Linked DNA regions of Sus scrofa: region 2 is linked to region 1. Evidence: chromatin contacts called from public HiChIP or PLAC-seq data. All regions are on one chromosome and are shown on one strand. Each heading gives the region's core, a stretch centred on a gene start, on an enhancer-like site or on the middle of the called end of the contact. The rest is flanking DNA. Distances are from core to core; before and after follow the strand shown.

Region 1 (4,768 bases), core at 2,078-4,577:
TGGAATAAGAGGCAAATTTATTTTCTTGACTTTTTTTTTGGTTATTTTGCAATCAGAAAAAAAATGAACATTTCAGTCTATTTTCTTTTTTTTTTTTTTGTCTTTTTGCTATTTCTTTGGGCCGCTCCCGCGGCATATGGAGGTTCCCAGGCTAGGGGTCGAATCGGAGCCGTAGCCACCTGCCTACGCCAGTGCCACAGCAACGCGGGATCCGAGCCGCGTCTGCAACCTACACCACAGCTCACGGCAACGCCGGATCGTTAACCCACTGAGCAAGGGCAGGGACCGAACCCGCAACCTCATGGTTCCTAGTCGGATTCGTTAACCACTGAGCCACGACGGGAACTCCTCAGTCTATTTTCTTCATTCCCAAAACACGTTAAAAATATGATACCTTTCTGGAAACACAGAAAGGCTCCTCAGAGTCTTTTTCATAGGAATGTGTTTGAAAATTGGAATTCTCTTTGTTAACATAACCATAGATATCTAAGTCTCTGGTTAATTTATAGGAGGAAATCCTTTCTTTAAATTTGAGAACCATATAAAGTGTTTATTGTTTCATGTAATTTCATTACCCTTCAGGTATTTCAATAACCGAGACTCATCATTGCTAATATTTGCAAGCCAAGGCCTGTCGGTCCCCCACGAGTGAACTGGTGGTGCTAATGCAATGGCCCATTCGTGTCATGCTGTGTTGGGGAACTAAAGTGCTCTAGGTTTTCCCAAGTCTCAATACATAAACACTTAACATTAACGAGGATTATCAGTGATAGAGAGTCTTATGTAATTAGTATTTTTTTCCTTGTAGCTTTGTGTTTTTTACAGGCAGGTTTTAAAAAAAAATAATGACCCATAAGGGCTTATGTAATAAGGTTTCTGTCAAACTGATTTGGTAGCAGGTTGTTTTCCTCAGTACAAAAGGCCCTGAGTTCTTTCACTGATGCATCCTTGTCTCTCTGCTGTCTCATCTGACCAATAATAATAAAAAAAAATGAGGTTTGCCCTATTTTAGGCTATATTTTACAAGAAAGGTTTGTGACAATACATGGATGAAGGGTCATTCTAGTTTTAATTGATTTCAACCTTGGCTGTTAAACTGATTTGCTCTCATTCACATCAGGTTTCTGCAGCTCACTTTATTTGTATTGTTACTTGTGGGTTCCATGGTTTGCACATTACATGAATTAGTTTCTTGGAGTACTGGATGACATGTTCATTTTTATTTAGATAAGAATAAAAAAAAAGGAATTCTGTAGATTACACCTTTCCTTTATATTTAAAAAGCAACCTAGGACTTCCTGTTGTGTCTCAGCAGAAACAAACCAGACTAGTATCCATAAGGATGCGGATTCAATCCCTGGCCTCCCTCAGTGGGTTAAGGATATGGCATTGCCATGAGCTGTGGTGTAGGTGGCAGACACCACTAGGACCTGGCATAGGCTGACAGCTGTAGGTCAGATTTGACCCCTAGCCTGGGAACTTCCAAATGTTGCATCTACGACCCTTAAAAAAAATTTTTTTTTAATTAAAAAAAATAAAAAGCAACCTATCTATTAAAATATAAACAGGGCAAGCTCTGTTACAACTGATAATAAGTTTGGCTGAACTCTGGACGGTCACACCTGCAGAACGTATATCACTGAACCGTGAAAGAGGAAGCCAACCCACAAATGGTTTTGTCTGATTACCGCCTCTTCACTTGTCTCAATAACACATCTATCACATAGATTCACTTCAGACATTACTTGGACACTGCTAGTAACACGTTGACAGAAGCCATCCTCAAGCCAGCTACAGCCCTTCTTCTAGGGCAGAAGGAGCCACAGGGCTTTCCTCTGCCCCATCAGACCACCGTGGTGGTTCAGTGAACACTTTATTTTCCCACTTGAATTTGAGCTCTCCTGAAAGGTCACTCCTGCCTATCTTGCGGAGATGGCGAGCTAGAAGGCGAAGTTTGTCGGTGGAATTTGGGAGTGATCTTTTCCAGAAGCAGAGAAGTTCGTAGGTCTGTTCTGCAAGGTCATTGGGGGCCTTCAGTTTGATGAGCTGAACGGTGCTGCGGCGCAGCGGGAGGGATGCAGAGAGACACAGCGCGTTTTCTTCTGAGAGCTCCTCCGACAGCCAGTAGAGCAAGCTGTTCCACAGGGCTTCTGCCGGCACACGGGGAACACTCATTGTCAGGACCCTTTCGCGGGGGCGGGAGTGGGGGCAGGGGTCGGGGGGAAGGGGTGTGTGCTCATCTAGCCCTCCACCTGGTCATGGGAAATCTACTCAATCTCTGGTATGTCCTCTGAGCAGCAGAATAATTGGGGACCACCCAGATGGACAGTTGAGAGACTCTGAGTCCCTGGGCTTTCCGGGGTCTTCTGAGGGACCCACCCATTGCAGAAGGTTAGAAGTGCTTCTCAAATTTTAACTTTCCTGAGATCCGGGCAGGCTTGTTAAAAATGGGCTTTAGACCTCCGCCCCAGAGAGTCTACTTAAGTAAGACTAGAATGGGGCCCAAAAATTGGCATTTTTAACAAGCTCCCAGATGATGCTGATACTGAGGCCTGACTTTGAGTAGCACTATGTTAAAAGAGTTTTTTTTTTTTAGGCTCAAAAAATACTTCTCTTAATTCGTACTAACATAATGTATAAATTATACTAGCAGCTGCTCCATCTTCACACCCCAACCTCCCCAACTACATATGCACACAAACGCACCAAGATCCACTTCCCAAAGAGCAGTTCTCTGGAAGGTCCTTTACAGAGAACCTGTATTGCCTGGTTCTGGACTATTGAGAAACTCTACCATCTCTGAATATACCCTGTATGTTCAGCATACCCCTTCCCTTACTCCATGACTCCTGTCTACCACCAAACTCATGATTCCAATCTTCTGCTGTTTGCTTGTCATTTTATTTCATTCTCTAGCTCAGATCCATCACTCTCAAGAGGTCCCCCAAGTCCTACTATCTCCCTCCTTCCATATGTCAACACTAAGCTGCTTCAGAGTCACTTTCTCTCTCTGTCATGCAAACCCCTGCAGCAGTTTCCCTGGTTTGGTATGAGGAAAGAATTCTATGTCCACCTTCTTTTACCCATTCTTTCCAACTATCTCCTCACATAAACTGCACCTGCATTTACATCATGCCACTTTTCTATGAAAGCTACCCAGGAAATGGAGTCATCTTTCCTGTTTTCACTTTCAAACCAACATTCTGCTTCCATCTTGCCATATATTCATTTTAATGTCCCTGCTGCCCGCATAAGCCTTCCTCTCCCCTTCCACATCATTTCTCTCTTGCCGTTGCCAGGCAGAAGCATCAGCAACCCTGCTGACAATCAGTCACACCGCTGACCACATGCTTTCCTAATCCTGTCCACATCAATGACCTGTGTGGTAACCCCATATGAGAAACCAACTTTCATGACCAATCCTTATGTTTCATGATCAGCTACCGCTATTCTATCTCCATGGCTTCAACTTATCAATATTACTGCTAACCAGTACCTCCTAAAATTCCACAGCTTCTATTCCTTTGCTCCTGCTTCATATGCTTCTTGCCTCATCACCAGTACTGCAAGTCCTTCTTTAAGGCTCCCAGTCATTCCATCATCTGTCTCTGTACCCATACTTCCCCTAAAGATCAGCTTTGTGATTCAATAATGGTCTTGCATCCACCTTAAAGCCTGCTGTCCTCTTTAGCTTTCAGTGTTCTCAATTCGTCAGTCACCAATCCTGCCTTACTCACACTGCAGTCAGCCACTGGGATGCCCAGGGTTATGAAACTATACTGAGTGTGGTCAACAAACTCTATGCTTTGTACACAATTTAAGCCTTTAGTAGCTTACAAATCCATTAAAACATCCGATTCCTGAATTTGGTTTCAAATTTTCCACAGCAATGACACAAAACTTTTCTGCCATCCTTAAACCCCAGTCTCACTCTTATTCTCACCCAACCAATGCCTGTTTCTCCTAACATTACCTAAAGCCACTTGACCTGAATTCTTCTAACCTTGTTTTCACTTCAAAATCACTGTCTTTACAAAATCACACTCCTCCACATTTGCCAGGTGCCATCTCCCACATGTTTTTTCATCAAAAAATTTCCCTTCACACCTGTTCCTTAACCACCTCCTCCATCAGGTTCTTTCCATGGTTCCCACAAGCCCTCTTAGGCCTCCCATTTCTGATGCTGTTTCAAGCTCTCAGGCTCTCTCTTCCCTTCTTTCTACCAAAAAGTCTTTTCACGCCTAATGTAAACTTGTTGCCTTAAGTCCATCACCATCACCTCACTCCTTAAGCCCTTACCTTATGAGTTATATATCCTCTTTTAAAGCTCTATTAAAGCCTTACTTTCTGATCTTTCTAGAGTTCTCCTAAATACTGCTTTCAACAACTCATTCTCATTCTGCATCTTCTCTGACTTCCATGGAGCATTTAATCCTTCCCTGGGGTTCCACGGCCTGCCCTGGTGTTCCGTCTCCCTATCTTTACCCTTTGCTGACTCTCTTCCTCCTGATAGTGCTGAGTGACTGCTTCTCCTCTCAGGCCCCTTCTACTTCTGTCCCTTCCCCCTTAGCAATTGCCTTAGCCATCTCCTGTATATGGAATATCCCAGATCTACCATATCTTCATCTTTGGTTCTGTTTCCCTGCATCCTAGTACAGGCATAACCAATTTTCTCATGCTTTGCTTTACTGTCTTTCAGATACTTCATTTTTTACAAATTGAATTCAAGCTTTTGGCAACCCTGTGTATAGCAAGTCTACAGGCGCCA
Region 2 (4,730 bases), core at 1,237-3,736, 880 kb before region 1:
TGCTGCACATTACACAAGACAACAGGTTGATTTTTTTCAGTCCGTATGAACCAATAACTCCATTACGTCCAGCTTCTGTTCTGGGCTATTCTGGTGTTAACTAATTTTACTACCTCCCCTGAAAAGCCCTGGTCTCCTTCTCCCACCCCTATTGAGACTTCTTGTTTAATCACGTGAAGTGAAAATAATGCCGATGAATACATAAGGAAAAGACAGACAACGAAGGCTTTCAGAATGAAAACAGATGCTAAACAGATGACCAGTGCGGCGGCGGCGAGATGATGCGCTTACTTTAGTGCCTAGGGTGGCTGTATTAAGGGATGGAAAATATCAGGCAAATGAGTGGCAAAGCCTTCCCTAGTCACCTCAAGGTGTCTCTTCCCCCACTTCATCTTTCTTCTTTCTTAGAAGCTGTCTGAAAAGAATATTACTCATATTTGGAAGGATGTTCTTTGCAATTGGAGGATCATTCATTTCACAATGCTTTACCAAAGTGAAGAATTCTTTGTCAAAGGTTAACCTTATACTCCCAGCCTGGGGACCAGGGGAATTGGACCAATTCAACCTGAGAAAGTTTTGACAGAAGAGATGGATGTTGGCTAAGAAGAAAACCGTAGAAAGAATAGCAACTGATCCAGTCTCTGTTGCATCAGGAGCTGTGAAGAGAGCCAGCAGGAGGAAGGTTAGGAGCCAGAAACCCCAAATTCCAGCCAGCAGAGTGCTACTGCTGTGCAGAATTCAGCTTTCTAAGCATTTCGGAAAAAAACCTAAAATAGTGGGCCTTACTGAAAGTCACTAGGATCCATTAAGGGTCTGTGGCGGTATTTGTACCTGTTTCATATATATATGCAGGCTATGCCTGTGGAAATTCCTGGGCCAGAGATCGAACCCATGCCGCAGTAGTGACAATGCCAGATCCTTAAACACTAGGCTGCTAGGGAACTCCCATTTCCCATCTTTAAAAATATGCCTGGACTATTTTCTGTGGAAATTTTCAAGTTTATTGGATAATTTTGAATTTTCTCCACTCTTCAGGATGATCAGGCATTTCTTAATGACAACACAGAGCCCAGGACAATAATAAAGGACCTTAATTAAAAAATCAAAACTACTGAAGTTGTCGTAGAACCTCTTCTAAAAATTAGCTTTGAGGGCCAATCACTTCTCTTGTAAATTAGGTAGCGTAGATGGTTCTGACAGAGAAATGATAAAATGCCCAAGAGACTGGGGATTATTCATAGCATGACAGACAGTTTTCTCTGAATCCTCTTTTATTTGATTATCATCAAGGTCAGGGTTTTTTTTGCAGATGTTGCTGGCTAGCGTAAAGTGGAGCCTTTGTTTTCTAAGAAAAAGGCCCAACATTCCTGGCTTGGCCTCACTGACTGCTGCTTCCCACTTGCTGAGGCTCAGTGGGTCGGAGCCAGAGCATTCCGACAGGAGAACCAAAAGACAGCGGCTCCGGGTCTGCCGGCCACTGGACGGTGGCTGGGGATGATTTTATGTGAGGTTGAGATTGGGGTCAGGAGCATTCCGCAGTGGCCACAGCGTTCACAGACATCCCAGTGTGAATGAGAAAGTCCCTCTGTGCTTGGAAATTCTCTGAGATGGAGACTAGTTCCTAAAGTTTTTAAGGAGACTCAAAGAAGGGTCAGATAATTTGCAAATTCTCTGAGAGGGAGACTAGCTCTGCAGTTTTAGGAGACTCTAAGAAGGTCAGACAACCCGCACCAATGGAGGTGATGGTGAGGTCAATAAATGGCCAACTGCAGGGTCCGACTTCGCTCCCAGAGGCGATTACTGAGTACTCCTCCTCCGAGGGCAGAGCCCCACAGGAGCAATGAGCCGGAGCTGAGCTGAATGGAGATTACCCCTCCCACCCCCTTCAGGGAGGTCCAGGGCTGGTGCCTCCCTGCCCACTTCTCACCGAGAATCCTGGATCAACTAACTGTGTAATCCCAGACTTTCTTACATTATCTCCATCAATGGTTCTCAATGTGGAGGGGAGGAAGGGGGTGGATTCTACTCCCAGGAGACAATTTCGGTTGTCATAACCTGGAGGTGGTGGTGGAAGGCTTGCTGCTGGTACTTGATGGGTAGAGAGAGGGACTGCTGCCAAGCATCCTGCAACAGATGCTCCGCCTAAAATGTCCATAGAGCTGAGGTTCACAAATTCTGATCCCTATGTCTGGTTACAGTTGTTTAATGATCATGTTTTATTATCTGTGCTTTAGTCTTTAGTTTTAATGGAAGCTAATTAGACTCAAGCTAATTAGACTCACAAGCATGTGAAAAACAGGACTCTGGGCTCCCAATGGAGTCACGTACGCTAAGCCCCACCAAATTGAGACAACTGAATTACAGGGTCTCTCAGAAACAGGGGCTTAAACCAGTCAATGGGGAATTGCCTGATCGGTACCAGTTAGGTGACTTGCGAAAATGACCTTGCAATAACCTAGTATTTTTGCTTCGTATAACTTCCTTGTTCCTCTTCCTTTCTGTCTATGAAAGTCTTTCATTTTGTCCAGCTTCTCCTTTCTATTGGTCAGATCAGATGCTCCCCAATTTGAACTGATTTTTGCCTAAATTCTTAAAAACTTTAATATGCCTCTGTTTATCTTTTGACAGGCATATGGGCTTAAGAGGTGGTTTTTACTGCTCTGTATTCACATTTTAGTTCATCAAATGAAGATGTTTAAGCTGATGAAGATAGGTACAGAATATAATGATTCTTAAACCTCTCAAATTTGGTGAGGTGAGGCCATGTGTGACAACCCAGGACCACATTTGAACAGGAGGGAGAACTTCTGGGGCGGGGGGTGGGGGAGGCGCGGGGTGGGCAGTGCCACTGTGTTGTGTCTCTATGCTTTAGCTTCTTCCTCTGGATGATGAGGAAGATGTGCTCTCTGAGTTCGTTTGGGGCACTGATATTCTATGAATAAAAAACTCCTTAAGGGAGTTCCTGTTGTGGCTCAGCAGGTTAAGAACCCAACTAGTATCCATGAGGATGCAGCTTTGATCCTTGGCCTCACTCAGTGGATCAAGGATCTGGCATTGCTGTGAGCTGTGGTATAGGTCTTAGAAGTGGCTTGGATCCCATGTGGCTGTGGCTGTGGTGTAGGCAGGCAGCTACAGCTCTGATTCAACCCTAGCTTGGGAACTTCCATATGCTGTAGGCGCAGCCCTAAAAAAAACCCCCGCAAAACAAACTCCTCATACGGAAAACTCATATACCTAGTTCCCCTCTTGCTAGGTCTTCACCAGATATTTCTCTTTCCTCCTCTCCCACCTATCAAAACACTTTTGCTATTACAAAAGTATTTTTTACTTTAACTTAAAATGATTATTCACTTTTTAAAACATTTTTTTTCTTTTTATAGTCATACCTATGGCATATGTAAATTCCCAGGCTAGGGGTCGAATCAGAGCCACAGCTGCTGGCCTACGCCACAGCCACAGCAACGCCAGATGTGAGCCGCATCTGCAACCTACACCGCAGCTCACGGAAATGCTGGATCCTTAACCCACTGAGCAGGGCCAGGGATTGAACCCATGTCCTCATGGATACTGGTTGGATTTATTACTGCTGAGCCACAATGGGAACTCCTGTTTATTAACTCAATCATCTTAAAGCCTCCCTTGACCCCAGCACACTCATTGCTCCATCTAGTGCTTACATATTACCTGATTAGCTGGCTCTGGGCACTTTGACATATAATGAATGTGTTCATGGTATATTCTAATGCTGTTTCTTCTGTCCCTTTAATCCTAAAATCCATGCATGTATCTTCTGTCTGTAGGCCACAGAGTTCTGGAATACGAGCACCTCTGCTCACTATCCTTCATAGAGTGTGGAGGTTTTGATGGACAGTCACAAGTGCTTTCCTATCTACTAGTAGGAGATGAGGCATCACCAACACACAGTCTCTGAGAAAATAATAGCGGAAGGTGAAACCATCTTACATTCATGCCTGTCAGTGGCAAATTCTCTCAATGTTGTGAAAACCAAAAAAAAAAAAAAGTGACGGAGGTTATACTGGCACATCAAATTGAATTTGAATTAACTCTGTGAATGAAAATTTAATAGCTAAACTCACATATGCATTGAAATATAAATATCAAGTTATAAATTGGAAAACAGATTAGATAGTCATCATATATTCTCCATTCTATCTCCCCCTCCCTTCTAAGAGCATTCCAAAAAAAAAAAAAAAAAATTTCCTGAACTCTGATAGGTTCCAAAATATCTATAAAGTTCCTTCAGGAAACTTTTCTACTGGTTACCAGTATGACTTTTGGCAAATCACTTTAACACAGTTCTCTCATGTACAAAACTGATTTTTGATGGACCTCAGGTGGTAAATCTCAATCTTGGCTGCAGAGAGAATCACTGATCAGAGTTAAAACAAAACAAAACAACTCTGATGCCCGGGTGACATCTCAGACCAGATAAATAAAAATATCTGGAATTGGGACAAAGCAACAGTATTTTTTAGTTCTAATAATTCCAGTATTCAGCCCAAGTTAAGCCCAGTGTTCACCCCTAACTTAAAACGAATCAAATTGCCTAAACCAGTGACTTTCTGAATGTTTTAAAAATAGCCACTGTCAGAAAGAGCAGTTCATAATGTGTCTAAGTACACATGGATATGTTTTAATATTTCAATAAAATTTTGTGAAATGTGTTTGTTAAATTTTATAAAACAGTTCTCATTGCTGATACTTGATAC

What was found. HiChIP or PLAC-seq counts read pairs in DNA pulled down with a chosen protein or histone mark.
Region 2: a contact with region 1 is called in an H3K27ac HiChIP or PLAC-seq map of alveolar macrophages. The contact joins two enhancer-like sites. A contact is called at or near these places in 6 of 47 Hi-C or Micro-C datasets (brain, embryonic fibroblasts, fetal skeletal muscle and 3 more) and 1 of 2 datasets of contacts at active chromatin or transcription factors (alveolar macrophages).

The regions. Positions count from the first base shown.
Region 1 is chr8:28,069,225-28,073,992 of Sscrofa11.1, reverse strand. It overlaps DTHD1 (death domain-containing protein 1), which reads right to left. Exons shown (of 10, transcript XM_003128908.5): 10 at 114-2,150. The coding sequence ends at 1,792. Among named protein-coding and RNA genes, the nearest start is that of DTHD1, 74 kb to the right of the region's middle. Within about 2 kb of position 3,327, at least 2 of the 83 cell types and tissues checked have an H3K27ac peak or open chromatin away from gene starts, as enhancers often do. A contact at or near this core is called in alveolar macrophages, where this site is marked.
Region 2 is chr8:28,950,512-28,955,241 of Sscrofa11.1, reverse strand. The region is part of intron 3 of NWD2 (NACHT and WD repeat domain-containing protein 2); the gene reads right to left. Among named protein-coding and RNA genes, the nearest start is that of C8H4orf19, 60 kb to the left of the region's middle. Within about 2 kb of position 2,486, at least 2 of the 83 cell types and tissues checked have an H3K27ac peak or open chromatin away from gene starts, as enhancers often do. A contact at or near this core is called in alveolar macrophages, where this site is marked.